Regions from separate parts of the Mus musculus genome. Here all the other regions are linked to region 1. Evidence: chromatin contacts called from public HiChIP or PLAC-seq and promoter capture Hi-C data. All regions are on one chromosome and are shown on one strand. Each heading gives the region's core, a stretch centred on a gene start, on an enhancer-like site or on the middle of the called end of the contact. The rest is flanking DNA. Distances are from core to core; before and after follow the strand shown. Region 1 holds the start of Cep19 (centrosomal protein 19). Region 2 holds the start of Tnk2 (tyrosine kinase, non-receptor, 2). Region 3 holds the start of Tnk2os (tyrosine kinase, non-receptor 2, opposite strand).

Region 1 (3,881 bases), core at 719-3,218:
GATCAATAGCGAAAATGGCAGATCTGAAAGGCATCGTTCCTTATGCCTGTAATCTCAGAACTCAGAAGGCCAAAACAGCAAGATTGCCCTGAGTTCCAGGACAGCTGTTTGGGAACTCTGGTCCCTTACTTCTCAAAAAAAAAAAAAAGGGGGGGTGGGGGGGTTTGTAGGTAATCAGCCTCTCCACATTCAAAACAGTAATGTTTGTTTGGCTTTTACCTCTGCTCATTTGTCCTACTATAGTATTTTTCCAGGTATAAGAAACCCAGACATGGGCTGGTGAGATGGCTCAGTGGTTAAGAGCACTGACTGCTCTTCCAAAGGTCCTGAGTTCAAATCCCAGCAACCACATGGTGGCAAACAACCACCCGTAATGAGATCTGATGCCCTCTTCTGGTGTGTCTGAAGTATACTTATGTATAATAATAATACAGTATACTTATGTATAATAATAAATAAATCTTTAAAAAAACCAGATATTTTCAGATTAATACTTTCTGCTCTCTCTTTCCATCTCTACCCTCAGTGGCAAAGTACACTTAATTACAAGAATTGCTTAGGGCTGGCGGGATGGCTCAGTGATTAAGAGCACCAACTGCTCTTCTGAAGGTCCTGAGTTCAAATCCCAGCAACCACATGGTGGCTCACAACCATCCGTAATGAGATCTGACGCCCTCTTCTGGTGTGTCTGAAGACAGCTACAGTGTACTTACATATAATAAATAAATAAATCTTAAAAAAAAAAGAAAAATAGGAATAAAAGTGAGAGAAAGAGAAAATGAAATGTTCATCTAACTTCTATTCTTTTTTCTAGCTATATGTATGTCACATACATATATGCATAAATATAAATACATATATAGACTACAGTTTAGTTTTATCTCATACATACGGTTTCCTGTATTAAATGCAAATTTTATGGTTGCTAGGTAGATTTATCATATAGGATCACAGTCTGTATTCTCACCCTACTGACAGATGTGAGATTTTTACTCCTATGAGGTCAACCATAATAAAGTGCTGCCTTTCACATTGCTGGGCTTTGCCTTTGATCTGAGCCAATGCCCAGACACTATTCCCAGTTCACCTCACTAGAGTGTGATGTCAGTAAACTTTCCAGACACTATATGGTCTACAAACATAAGCAAAGGGCCACACTTGTGAATAGAGTCGATAATAACGTAAGGTCTTCACTAAAGAGTTTTCCTTTTAATTTATTATTATTATTGTTGTTGTTGTTTCAAGTCAGGATTTTCTGTGAAGCTCTCGCTGCCCTGGATTCACTCTGTAGACCAGGCTGGCCTCAAACTCAGAGATCTGACCGCCTCTACTTCCCGGGTGCTGAGATTAAAAGCATACACCACCACTACCTGGCCTTTTTTTTTTTTTGTTTTTGTCCATATTTCTTAATAGCATGTTTGTAGTGCTATATTACACTATCCTCCCACTTTCGAGACCCCATAACCTGCCTGCCGTTCAGCACCAGCACTAGGTCAGCTAACGCACTGGGAGGAATGACATTACATTTACCTAATGTATTTTTACCTGATATACTTTTCCTACTAGAGATTTGTTCCCCACAACACCGAAGGGAATACTGAGGTCCCGATTCATGTCCTCACCAATGCAAGGCGACCCTACTTACCCTTGAAGAAGTACAGGAAGTGCACATCTGAACAGCAGTGAGGGGGTGGTTTCCATCCTACTGCACTGCACAGAGGAGCTTAGGTCGACTTTGAGGCGAGGTGGAGCCTGACGCTGCAGGAAACGGCGATAGCCATAGCCTACAGGAATAACCATGGGGTGAACTCAGAGGCAGGGGGCTCAGCCCGCACGCATCCGGTTGTGGGCAGGAAGCGGGGCTGAGCGCGGGGAGTGCGGTCCTAAGGCAGCTCGCCCGGTCCAAGGGCCCACCTAGGCGCCCCGAGGATCGTTCCCAAGGCAACAGAAGGCTCTCAATTTGCGCTTGCGCAGCCTCTCGCCCCGCCCCGGCCGGGATGACGAGGGGCGGGGCCAGGGGGCTGGCCTCTCCGGAACCTGGAGTTGTAGGGAGATCCTAGGGTGGAAGTGTTAGCCGAGTTCTGTTCGGGTCATCGGGAAAGGTGAGCGCGCGCTCAGCGTGCTCAGATTCCTTCGGTGACCGCAGCTTGCCCCGAGCGCCCCTTTCGGGCGTCGGGCTCCGGCGTCCTGGCTGCCGGCGCTGTGGCCTGGCTGCTCCTTTGGGCAGCCTGGCTGGTCGGCAGGCTCGCCGCGGACTTCAGCGACGCCCCTTTCAGCGCTGGTAAAGGTCAGGGGGCTGAGCGAGTGTGTGCGGAGCTGGGGCGGAGGTGGGGAGCACCCGCGGCGCCTGGGGTACCCGAGGCCGGAGGAAGTTAGCAACAAAGGCCCTGTGCGCCCTTCCCTCCTTGTGATCTTTGCTGGGGGTCCCATCCCGGGCTTCAGAGCCGGGCTTTGTCTTTCCAAGGCGGGACTGGCCACGCTGTGACCCAAGTACGAAACAAGTACAGCAAGCCACGAAGTATCTTGGGGTGCTTATGGTTCCCCTGAAGATGCCTTGTGCTGCCTGAGAGGCAGTGAACCCTCGGCATCCAGCGAAGTGTGAGAATGCCCAAACAGCATGTATGGGAGAAGGGGTGAGGTGATGTGTTGTGTGACATACTTCCCAGGGACACACGCACGCACGCACACACGCACAACCTGCTCACTCCAGAAAGGTAACCTTTGTACCAGTGTCCAGTTTGGTAAACCAATGATTTTTTTTTTTTAATTGGGGCTACTATTAGAAATATGGGTGAGGGGCTACTTACTAGAAGCAAGGATAACTCAAAAGAAGCTGCATCAGTAGAAAGATAAAATGGGTGAGTCCTGAAAACTGCAACCCTGGAGCTCACTAAGCGACTTCCAGACAGCTCTTCAGTCCTAACACTAGTTTCCCCCCTCCCATCTCTTTTTCTCTGCAGTTTGCCCCCAGCAACTGTTGACTCGCTTTTATATTGTAGGACCCTCAAGCGTCTCCCAACTGCTTATTCTCCTGGCTTCATGTTGCTGAGTAACAGGTTTATCAGTGATTCACACTCTTATTTTAATGTTCTTCCCACACATTTCTTGCCAGTGTTTTAGAGCAGGGTACCTGGCTACTGAACCTTTAGGGTTTGTTTGTTTCTTAATATTTGATACTTGAGAAATGGTCTTTCTTGGAACTTGGTATGTAGACCAAACTGAGTGCTGGAACCAAAGGTGGTGCCATCTCACCAGTCTTGAACTTTTAGTCACTGAGTAATAATAGTTTTAGTGAATCATTTTATGAAGATTTCTGCTTATTCCAAGTGTGTAAGTGAACTCACTGAATCTTCATGTGCCCCTCATTTTCTTGCCTTTTTTTTTTTAAAAAAAAAGCCTCTCCCAACATCTTCACAAAGTATCAGTGTACAATCTTCCCAGACTTGTAGACACGGGCATAAGAATACAGAAGTTGCTGTGTTGCTGTATCACGTATCAGACATGATTTAGTGAGCCAGAATAGTGTCTTAAGATCACATGAACAAGCCGGGAGTGGTGGCGCACGCCTTTAATCCCAGCACTCTGGAGGCAGAGGCAGGCGGATTTCTGAGTTCAAGGCCAGTCTGGTCTACAGAGTGAGTTCCAGAACATCCAGGGCTACACAGAGAAACCCTGTATTAAAAAAAAAAAAAAAAATCACATGAACAAAATCCTTTGTGTATGGAGCACTTTTTTGACTGCTTCTACATGTATTAAATGCCTGGGACAGCCACAGAGAGGCCTGGTCTACTTCAGAGGCACAGCTATTACATCATGGAAAGCTGACAAGCCGACTCCAGTGGCAGAGATTCTCAGCCTCACTGATGTACTGCCAGAAGTAG
Region 2 (3,998 bases), core at 437-2,936, 540 kb before region 1:
CAGAACCACTCTGGTCATTCCAGGAGAGCTTGGCACCGTGGACACAGCAGTTAAACTTCCGGTGTCTGAATGTTTGAGAGACAATGTGACTGGCACGGGATAAAGCTGAAAGACGGGTTGGGTTTGCCAGAGTCGGCAAACCGGCTCCTCCAGCAGTTCAAGCCACCACTACCCCTTCTTCTGCCCCCACAGGAGAACCCTATCTCCACCCAGGTCTGTTCAGAACCCGGGTATGGGAGTCCATCTGACTCATAGGCACACGGTAGGCTAGGGCAGAGATATTCCTGGTGAAGGCTCTGAGACAGTAACTCTGGATCCATCCCACAGGTGGGCTGGAAGTGCAAGAACTTTTGACACGGCTAGGGAAATAAAGACAGAGGCTGTAAGCTGTCAACCAAGACCACCTGAACCAGGAAAGAGGTGGGTTCATATGCCAACAAGAAATCAAATCTACCCATTGGCCTGCAGGCTCCACCTCTAGGCGGCGCCAAGAAGGAGCCACGGTCGCGGGGAGGTGAGGAGGTCTTAATAGGATACCACAGGCTTCTCTATTTGCCAGCTTCTAGAGTGAGGTCAAGGCATGGGTAGCAGCCGCTGGTACAACCTCCCTTCCCATTCCATTCAGAAATGAAGACCTCACCAGTTGCTCTCTGCAGTTCTACCCATCCTTGGCTTTGGGCCCACAGCATAATCAACCGTGACAAAACCGTGTGGCAAGGCGCAGGCCAGGCTCGTGCCCAAGTCACTACTGGCTGCCACACTCACGTGATCAACAGGACTACAAGATAAGGCACAGCGGCTAATGCAACACTATCCATTTTCCCTTTCGGGAGGACTTGAGGCCGGTGATGCAGGTTGCACAACAGCTTGCACAGAGACACACCTACCTCCACCAGCAGATAGGTGAAGGGGATGACTTAGTCCCTGGGGCTATCCTGCCTTCTCTTCCCTCTGCCTATACCAGGCAGCCACTCAAATGGTTCCACATCCAGTCTAGACTTGAAAGCGGTGACTACTCCACTACAGCAGCTGCTACTTACAATTATATGTGGTGGGTGCTTGCGTGTGTGTGTGCGCGTGCGTGCGTACGTGTGTGTATGTGTGTGTTCGTGAGGGGTGATGCCCAGGTTGGTCAACTAGAGAGGACAAGGGATGTTTGGAACCCATTCTCCGATGCTTCTAATCATATCAACTCCGATAACAATATTGGCCATCCGTACCTGAGTTTCCAGCTGTCCCCAGGCAGACACTGCTTCGAGGATGCTCAGACTTGAGGTAGCAGAAAGGATCTTGCAGGCCAGTGCCTACCCTCCAGCAATATCTTCCAAAGGTCAGGTTCACAGCGCTCTTCTGCTCCCCAATCCCCTACATCTTCCTGCATTACTCTTGGCACTAGAGCAACCCTGATGCCAGCAAGGAAGGCAGCTTGCCGATTACCACCTCCTTCGCCGTCTGCGCCTGCGGGTCCTGTGTCCCTCTTGGAATCCCTCTCCCCCTGAGGACCCTTTACCGTTCAGATACGTCTCCTGAACAGCCCACACTACCTGGCCCTCTTGCACCCCGGGCAGCCAATTTGCTTCCTGCACCCCCAGGCGCCCCTCTCCTTCAGGCCCTCGGGGCCCTACAGGCCTGGCTCTCCCCAGCAGCTCGAGTCTGTCCCCACTCGCTAGGGATGCTCCAAGGACCACCGCCTCCCCGCCCAGATGCCTGCAGCTCTCCCAGCTGCGCTCGTCCGAACTTTCGAGCTCCTCCGTGCGCGGGCAGGGGCCGTGAGCCAACTCGGGCAGCTCCTCTGGCTGCCGCAGAAGCCTGCGTGGGCTGCCCTCCCCGCGCTCCTGCACCCCGGCACGGGCCTCGCCGCGCTCCTGCACTGCGGGGCCGCCTCCCCCCTTCTCCTGCTGCTGCCTGCGGGGCCCCAGGCCCTCCTCCTGCGCCACCGGCCCGCCGGCCGAACCCGTCCAGCGCGCCCGGCGCCTCCAGTCCGCGGCGTCGGGCGGCCCCCACACCACCCCCAGACTAGGCTCGTGACCGCGGCCGCCCCGCTCCTGCACCCCCAGCCCCACGCCGCCCTCCTCCTGCACGGCCGGACCCACCCCGCCCTGCTCCTCCACGCCGAGCTTCAGCCCGCGAAGAAGCTGCGGGCCCCAGCTGAGCCGCCCGACGCGCGCCGGCTGCTGCTCCGGCAGCGCGGGGCTCAGCCCGCCGCGCTCCTCCTGCGCCCCCCGCCGCCGACCCCCCGCGCCCGCCGCGCCGCGCACGCGCCTGCCCCCCAGAGGCCGCGCGCTCCCGCCCCTCCAGATGGTGCTGCCCTGCGCGCCCCCGCCCCGCGGCTTCCGCCTCGGCCCCAAGCGGGCCCGGCGTCCCGCCCTCGCCGCCCACACTCGACCTCGGCCACCCCGGCGCCGCGCCGCAGGTGCTGCGGCCCCGCGAGCCGGCGGCCCTCCAGCCGGGTTCTCAGAGCCCGCGCGCGCCTGCGCCGCCCTAGGGGGTGGGGCCCGCTGGGGTCGCTCCGCCTTCTTAAAGGGCCCTGGTCCATACACACACACACACACACACACACACACACTCAAAAAAAAAAAAAATGAAGTTCAAAATTAGGAGGTTTCATCGATTAATAAATTCAAGTGAGAACAAGTCCTGGAATAAGAGTCTGAATTTAGCCAGTACTTGGGAGGTAGAGCAGACAGATTTCTGAGTTCGAGGCCAGCCTGGTCTTCAAAGTGAGTTCCAGGACAGCCAGGGATACCCAGAGAAACCCTGTCTCACAGCCAGGGATACACAGAGAAACCCTGTCTCGGAAAAAAAAAAAAAAAAAAAAAAAAAAAAGTTACAGGAGCTCACCCCAGGCAGTCAAGGTCAAATGTAACATAGCTTAGCTAGAGAAAGGAAAGGAAGGAAGGAAGGAAGGAAGGAAGGAAGGAAGAAAGAAAGAAAGAAAGAAAGAAAGAAAGAAAGAAAGAAAGAAAGGAAGGAAGGAAGGGAATAAGAAAGAAGGAAGAGAGAGAGAAGAAGAAGAAGAAGAAGAAGAAGAAGAAGAAGAAGAAGAAGAAGAAGAAGAAGAAGAAGAAGAAGAAAGAAAGAAAGAAAGAAAGAAAGAAAGAAAGAAAGAAAGAAAGAAAGAAAGAAAGAAAGAAAGAAAGATAGGAAGAAAGGAAAAGATGCTGGCCCTGGATGAGGAAGACTTCTTTCTGCTCATTTACCACACCAGACTTATAAAAGCTCCTTTTTGTCAGATGGAGGCACACATCTTTAATCCCAGCACTGGGGAAGCAGAGGCGGGCAGATTTCTGAGGTCCAGGCCAGCCTGGTCTACAAAGTGAGTTCCAGGACAGCCAGGGCTACACAGAGAGACCCTGTCTCTAATTAATCAATTAATTGATTAATAAGAGTGCTTTTGTGTTTTGTGCACTTAGTCATCTTGGGGGACAGTAGCCCCTCCACTCGTCTCCTGGGGGTAAACATTTTAATAAACTTGATTTTTTTCCCCCCTTCAACCCTTGACTTCTGAGTCTCGTTGGGACCAAAGGTTGTGGCCAGAGGGGTGAGCAGATAGGACGGCCACATAAGCCACCCAGAGCCTAAGCTTGGCAGATTTGGGTCACGGTGGCTTGCTCTGTAAGGTGAGCAGAGAAACGTGCTGAATCACTTCATACAGCCCATTCTCTTGCCTGGGAGCAGAGGAGTGAATATTCTGCATCGCAGCTCGCCCTTGAGTGAGAGGGGCACAGGGGGAAAAAAGGGTTCAGTGCACCAACCTCCCTTGTACTGTTTGCCTCAGTAACGACAGTGGCTAAGATTCACAGAGTCTGTGCGCGTGCGTGCGTGCGTGGCTTTACGCTCTCCTTGTTCTCCTGTCACCCTGTCACCCGTAGCAATAGCACACACACACACACACACACATTCACAGTCTCAGTGTACAGCGATAGGACTGAAGCCTTGAGAGACTAAATGGCTCTTTCCAGAATCTCCAAGTCGCCAGTCGCAGAGCCAGAAATCAC
Region 3 (3,936 bases), core at 598-3,097, 570 kb before region 1:
CAGCGTAGCGACTCAGCGTCCCCAAGAGGAAATGACCTTGGTGTTTACGTAGGCGGTCCAACAAAGATCCCAGAGGTGCCAGCTCTGTCACCTGAGGCCACACAGAAGACAGACAGGATAAATCCGGTAGATCGATGCCACTCTCTCAAAGGCAAAGTTCCCAGTCTCTTTCTGGAGGTCGACCATAGCTCCAATGAACGAACTCCATGTTCGTTTCTGACCTGTCCCTTCAGTCACCCCCAAGAATCTAAACCCCAGAATAAAGCATTCCAAAGAGGCCCAGGCTAAAAACTCCAAAGATAACTCATGTCAAGGGCCAGCCATTCCTATGGGCACATCTTGCCAGTGAGCAGTAGAAAATCCAGAGATGACAGCACTAGGCAGTACCCTGGTAAACCCCTTTGCCACTTGTGGCGGGAAACTGGAGCAGGCAGGAGGAAGAGTGCGTCTGGGAGCCCAGACTGCAGGTAGCCCTCTGGCCTTCCCTCCCACCCAGCCACTCACCATCTTCATGGGTAGTGTGAGCACCACACCATACAAGCGAATGAGGTTTCGGTGGTCTAGTGAATGCATGGCATTGACCTCCCGGATGAAGTCGTCCATGGCCTCTGGCTGGCTCAGCACGTCAGGCTTCAGGCACTTGACGGCCACACTCACCTGCCCAGTGCAGGATTAGCAGGGCGTTAGACCTTCATGGTTCCCAACACTGAGCTAACTGCACCTTCCAACTCAGAGTAAAGCCCCTTGCGTCAGACCTGTTCATCTGAGTGCACAAGCATGCCATCAGTTTATATCCTACATCCTCTGCACTGCAAGAGGGTGGCAGCTGACTGACCTCTAAAGGTCACTAAATGTGGGCCTCTTCTTTCTGGGCAAATTCCCAAATTAGCAGTGACAATAAATTAAGAGATGAGCAATATAAAGACAGAACAATAATATAGTTGAACTATAATGCCATAATCTATGGATGCCCCCCACCTTGGAAAAAGGGGTGCTGAGTGGCCAGGGCTTGACAAATCCTGCTGGGTGCTAGCAATATTAATATACTGTCTGGGAAGTGCATCTGGCCCTATATATTTACAATAATCTGTATCCCCCCACACCCCATACGTGTATGTTTGTGTGTGGTTATCCACTAGGGAGTTTTAATTAAGAGAAAAAAGGCTATGACTTAAATATGTAAATCTAATTTCTATCTTAGTGATGAGACATAGCTCAGTGGCACAGCACTTGCTTCAAAGCTGATCCAAGACCATGAAGGAAGGAAAGGATAAAGGGACAGAAAATACTTTGTCACTGCAGGTTCAAAGCCACCCTGGTCTACCCAAGATGCTGTCTCACAACAAATCCCTGCAGGGGTTGGGGTGGCAGGAGGGGGCGCTGCAGCCCTGCCTCAGCCGGGCAGTGGGAGCTGCAGGCCTTTGCCTTTCATTTTTCCGTGTCCAATCTTTCATAGTAAGCAAACTATCTTTAGACTTGAAAAAAAGAAATCACTGTGCTCAGTTAAACCTGAACATGGCTCAAAAGGTGAGTACTTTCACAACTGTCCCTAGTCACTTGTCGCCTGACAGAAGGGGAGAGGTGCCCACCCCAGAGCTCACCGTCTTCCCTGCGGGGGCGTCCCATTCACCCCTGCGCACCACGCCAAAGGAGCCATCCCCCAGCTTCTCCAGCAGGCGTAGGTCTTTCTCCCCAATGAGGCAGGTGAGGCTCTGCAGGGTCCCCTCCCCTGGCAGGCTCCCTGGGGTGGGGGAGGGCTTCCGGAAGGTGCTCTGAGAGTGCTGGGAAGGGAACTCGGCCTCCAACCGCTTTCCACTGAACACCTGTTTGAAAGCAGCCAGAAGCCAGATGGAACCCAGGGCCCCAGAGGCACTCAGTCCCACCCTACTGGTAAGCCTCAGACAGCTCCTGGCTTTGCCAAGCTGCCAGGGGCAGCCTGTTAAAGGCACACACTTCTAGCGTACACCCTAACGGGGAACCCACAGCTGAAGCCTCAGGGTAGTCGTCAAAAACAGATGAAGATGCTGCTTGTGGATGAAGTTAACCCCAAAACGGTCTGTGAAGACAGAGATAGCCCAAAGCCCTCCAGGTACACCCCCAAGCCCCAGCCCTGGCAGCCCTGGCCTTCAGCTCCTCCCCATCTTACCCTTCCCTTCCTGAACCTCCTAAACGGCACAGCCTCTTGCCCCTAGCATACAAAGAGAGGGTAGGAGCCCGAGGGGCCCTCCAAACACCTCCCTGTCCATTTTTAGCCCTGGCCCCTTCTCTGGGTTAACCATTTGGCACTGTCTGTCTCTATCCTCCCTGGGGAGTCGGCTGCCCTTCATCCTGCCCAGGGGAGAAGATAATTTTAGTCTGAGGTTGACCCATGAGTATGTGTTATGTGTGTGTATGTAGTGCAAATGAAGCCAGTCTTTGCTGGAGAAGGGCCTGGAAAGACAGCTGGATTTCTGGAGGGGCGCCTAGAGCCAAGGGCTGAGAAGGAAGGAAGACTAGAGGGGTCTCCAAGGCCTGTTTTGGAGAAAGAAGGGCCAAAGGTCAAGAGACAGGAAGAGGGGGGCTATGAAGGAACTCACCTGGCCATGCAATCTGACTTGGCCCCTCCACTGGGCATCTAAAGCTCTAGTGCCAGGCTACAGACTCTTCTCGTTGCCCTCAGAGCTGGCCAACCTTACCCGTGTGTGCTGAGTGATAGGTTCTTTCTCCCCAGCTGGTGAAGTGAGCCAACTCAAGCCACATTAGAGTGGTCATGGGGAAAGTGGGGGTATGGGCGGAAAAGAGAAAGAAAGAGAGGGTGTGCACAGAGAGAAGAAAGGGGCGGGAGGGAGAGAAGGAGATAGACAGACAGACAGAAAGAGTCAGAGAGAGATGGAAATGTCTGGGTTACTAGGGAAGAGCCTCTGGGAGAAGGGCAGCCCCTGGGCTGGAAAGTTCTGAGTTGGGGGTGGGGGGTGGGGCGGGCAGAGTATGCCAGGTAGGGACTGAGGGATGCTGGGAGACCCTGGAGGCCAGGTCTGCTTTGGTATGTAAAATATGCCCCTCAGCCCCTTGTCCCGAAATCAAACACTAAGGGCAGCTCAAATCTGAGGACCTGTTTGGACTTTGTCCCCTCCTCCCAGTATTTTCCTAATATTTGCCAATAAGTTCAATTTACAAGATCTACTTTCGCCACTGCAGCCACGAGGCCCTTTGCACAGTCCTACATGGTAAGCTGGGTAATGGAGCCAATGCTGGTTTACCAAAGACATGACAATTTTAGAAAGGACCACTGATCACCCAGAGACCTACTATGAACTGGGGTAAGATCCAAAATTCCCACACTGCTTTTCTCTATTGTCAATAGGTCGCCACACATTCATCCTCTGCAAAAACCTGGGCGATGGACCAGGACTGTGTCCCCAGAAAAGGCCACAGGCTCTCAAGAGACAGCCCCTTTGCCAGACTGCAGCCAGAAAATTTCTACTGCCCAATCCCAGTCCAGCTGTTCTGCCCTGCTCACCCCTCACCCCAGTTCTGAGGCCAGAAGTAGAGAGAGAGGCCCTGGCTGGCTCACTTCCTCTCTCATTGTCTTCCAGACAATGGGCAAAGTTCCACTGAGTCAGATCAGGGACTCACAACACTAAAGACCCAACTTAGGGGGTGGGGAGGAGCTGTGGGGAAGGAAGCTGTCAGCAGAGCCAGATGACCACAGGAACCTGAAGAGCGGAGAGCACAGGGAAGTGTTGGGGGGCAGACAGAACAAGGCAAAGATGTCCAGACAGTCCCCTCTACCCCTTTCTGGACACTGGCCTGACACTCAAAGGAAGGAACACTTATCAACAAGTCCCAGCTCCGGCACCCAGAGAGGCTGTGAAACCCTTACTGCACACAGGCCGTTCACCGGTCTGTCTGTGGCGGAGACAGACACTTAGCCAGGCAGCACCACAAGTGTCCTGT

Evidence for each region. HiChIP or PLAC-seq counts read pairs in DNA pulled down with a chosen protein or histone mark. Capture Hi-C pulls out chosen DNA fragments and counts their contacts.
Region 2: a contact with region 1 is called in a promoter capture Hi-C map of pancreatic islet. The contact joins the promoter of Tnk2 here to the promoter of Cep19 in region 1. A contact is called at or near these places in 5 of 39 promoter capture datasets (cranial neural crest, erythroid cells, frontonasal cranial neural crest and 2 more), 2 of 484 Hi-C or Micro-C datasets (embryonic stem cells and natural killer cells), 11 of 115 datasets of contacts at active chromatin or transcription factors (acute myeloid leukemia, astrocytes, craniofacial prominence and 8 more) and 4 of 9 other capture datasets (adipose tissue, embryonic stem cells, liver and 1 more).
Region 3: a contact with region 1 is called in an H3K4me3 HiChIP or PLAC-seq map of forebrain, with 5 times the contacts expected there. The contact joins the promoter of Tnk2os here to the promoter of Cep19 in region 1. A contact is called at or near these places in 4 of 39 promoter capture datasets (the 3T3-L1 cell line, cranial neural crest, frontonasal cranial neural crest and 1 more), 2 of 15 datasets of contacts at CTCF or cohesin (embryonic stem cells and large pre-B cells), 13 of 484 Hi-C or Micro-C datasets (B cells, the G1E-ER4 cell line, the HPC-7 cell line and 7 more), 14 of 115 datasets of contacts at active chromatin or transcription factors (T-cell acute lymphoblastic leukemia, astrocytes, cardiomyocytes and 10 more) and 3 of 9 other capture datasets (adipose tissue, embryonic stem cells and liver).

Annotation. Positions count from the first base shown.
Region 1 is chr16:32,097,876-32,101,756 of GRCm38.p6, reverse strand. Cep19 (centrosomal protein 19) reads right to left here and starts at 1,968. Exons shown (of 4, transcript NM_025892.3): 1 at 1,646-1,968. Pigx (phosphatidylinositol glycan anchor biosynthesis, class X) reads left to right here and starts at 2,030. Exons shown (of 6, transcript NM_024464.3): 1 at 2,030-2,287. The coding sequence starts at 2,188.
Region 2 is chr16:32,642,331-32,646,328 of GRCm38.p6, reverse strand. It overlaps Tnk2 (tyrosine kinase, non-receptor, 2), which reads right to left and starts at 1,686. Exons shown (of 16, transcript NM_016788.3): 1 at 1,221-1,686.
Region 3 is chr16:32,666,108-32,670,043 of GRCm38.p6, reverse strand. It overlaps Tnk2os (tyrosine kinase, non-receptor 2, opposite strand), which reads left to right and starts at 1,847. Exons shown (of 3, transcript NR_033493.1): 1 at 1,847-2,089; 2 at 3,344-3,936. Tnk2 (tyrosine kinase, non-receptor, 2) reads right to left here. Exons shown (of 16, transcript NM_016788.3): 4 at 1,602-1,823; 5 at 505-657; 6 at 1-91.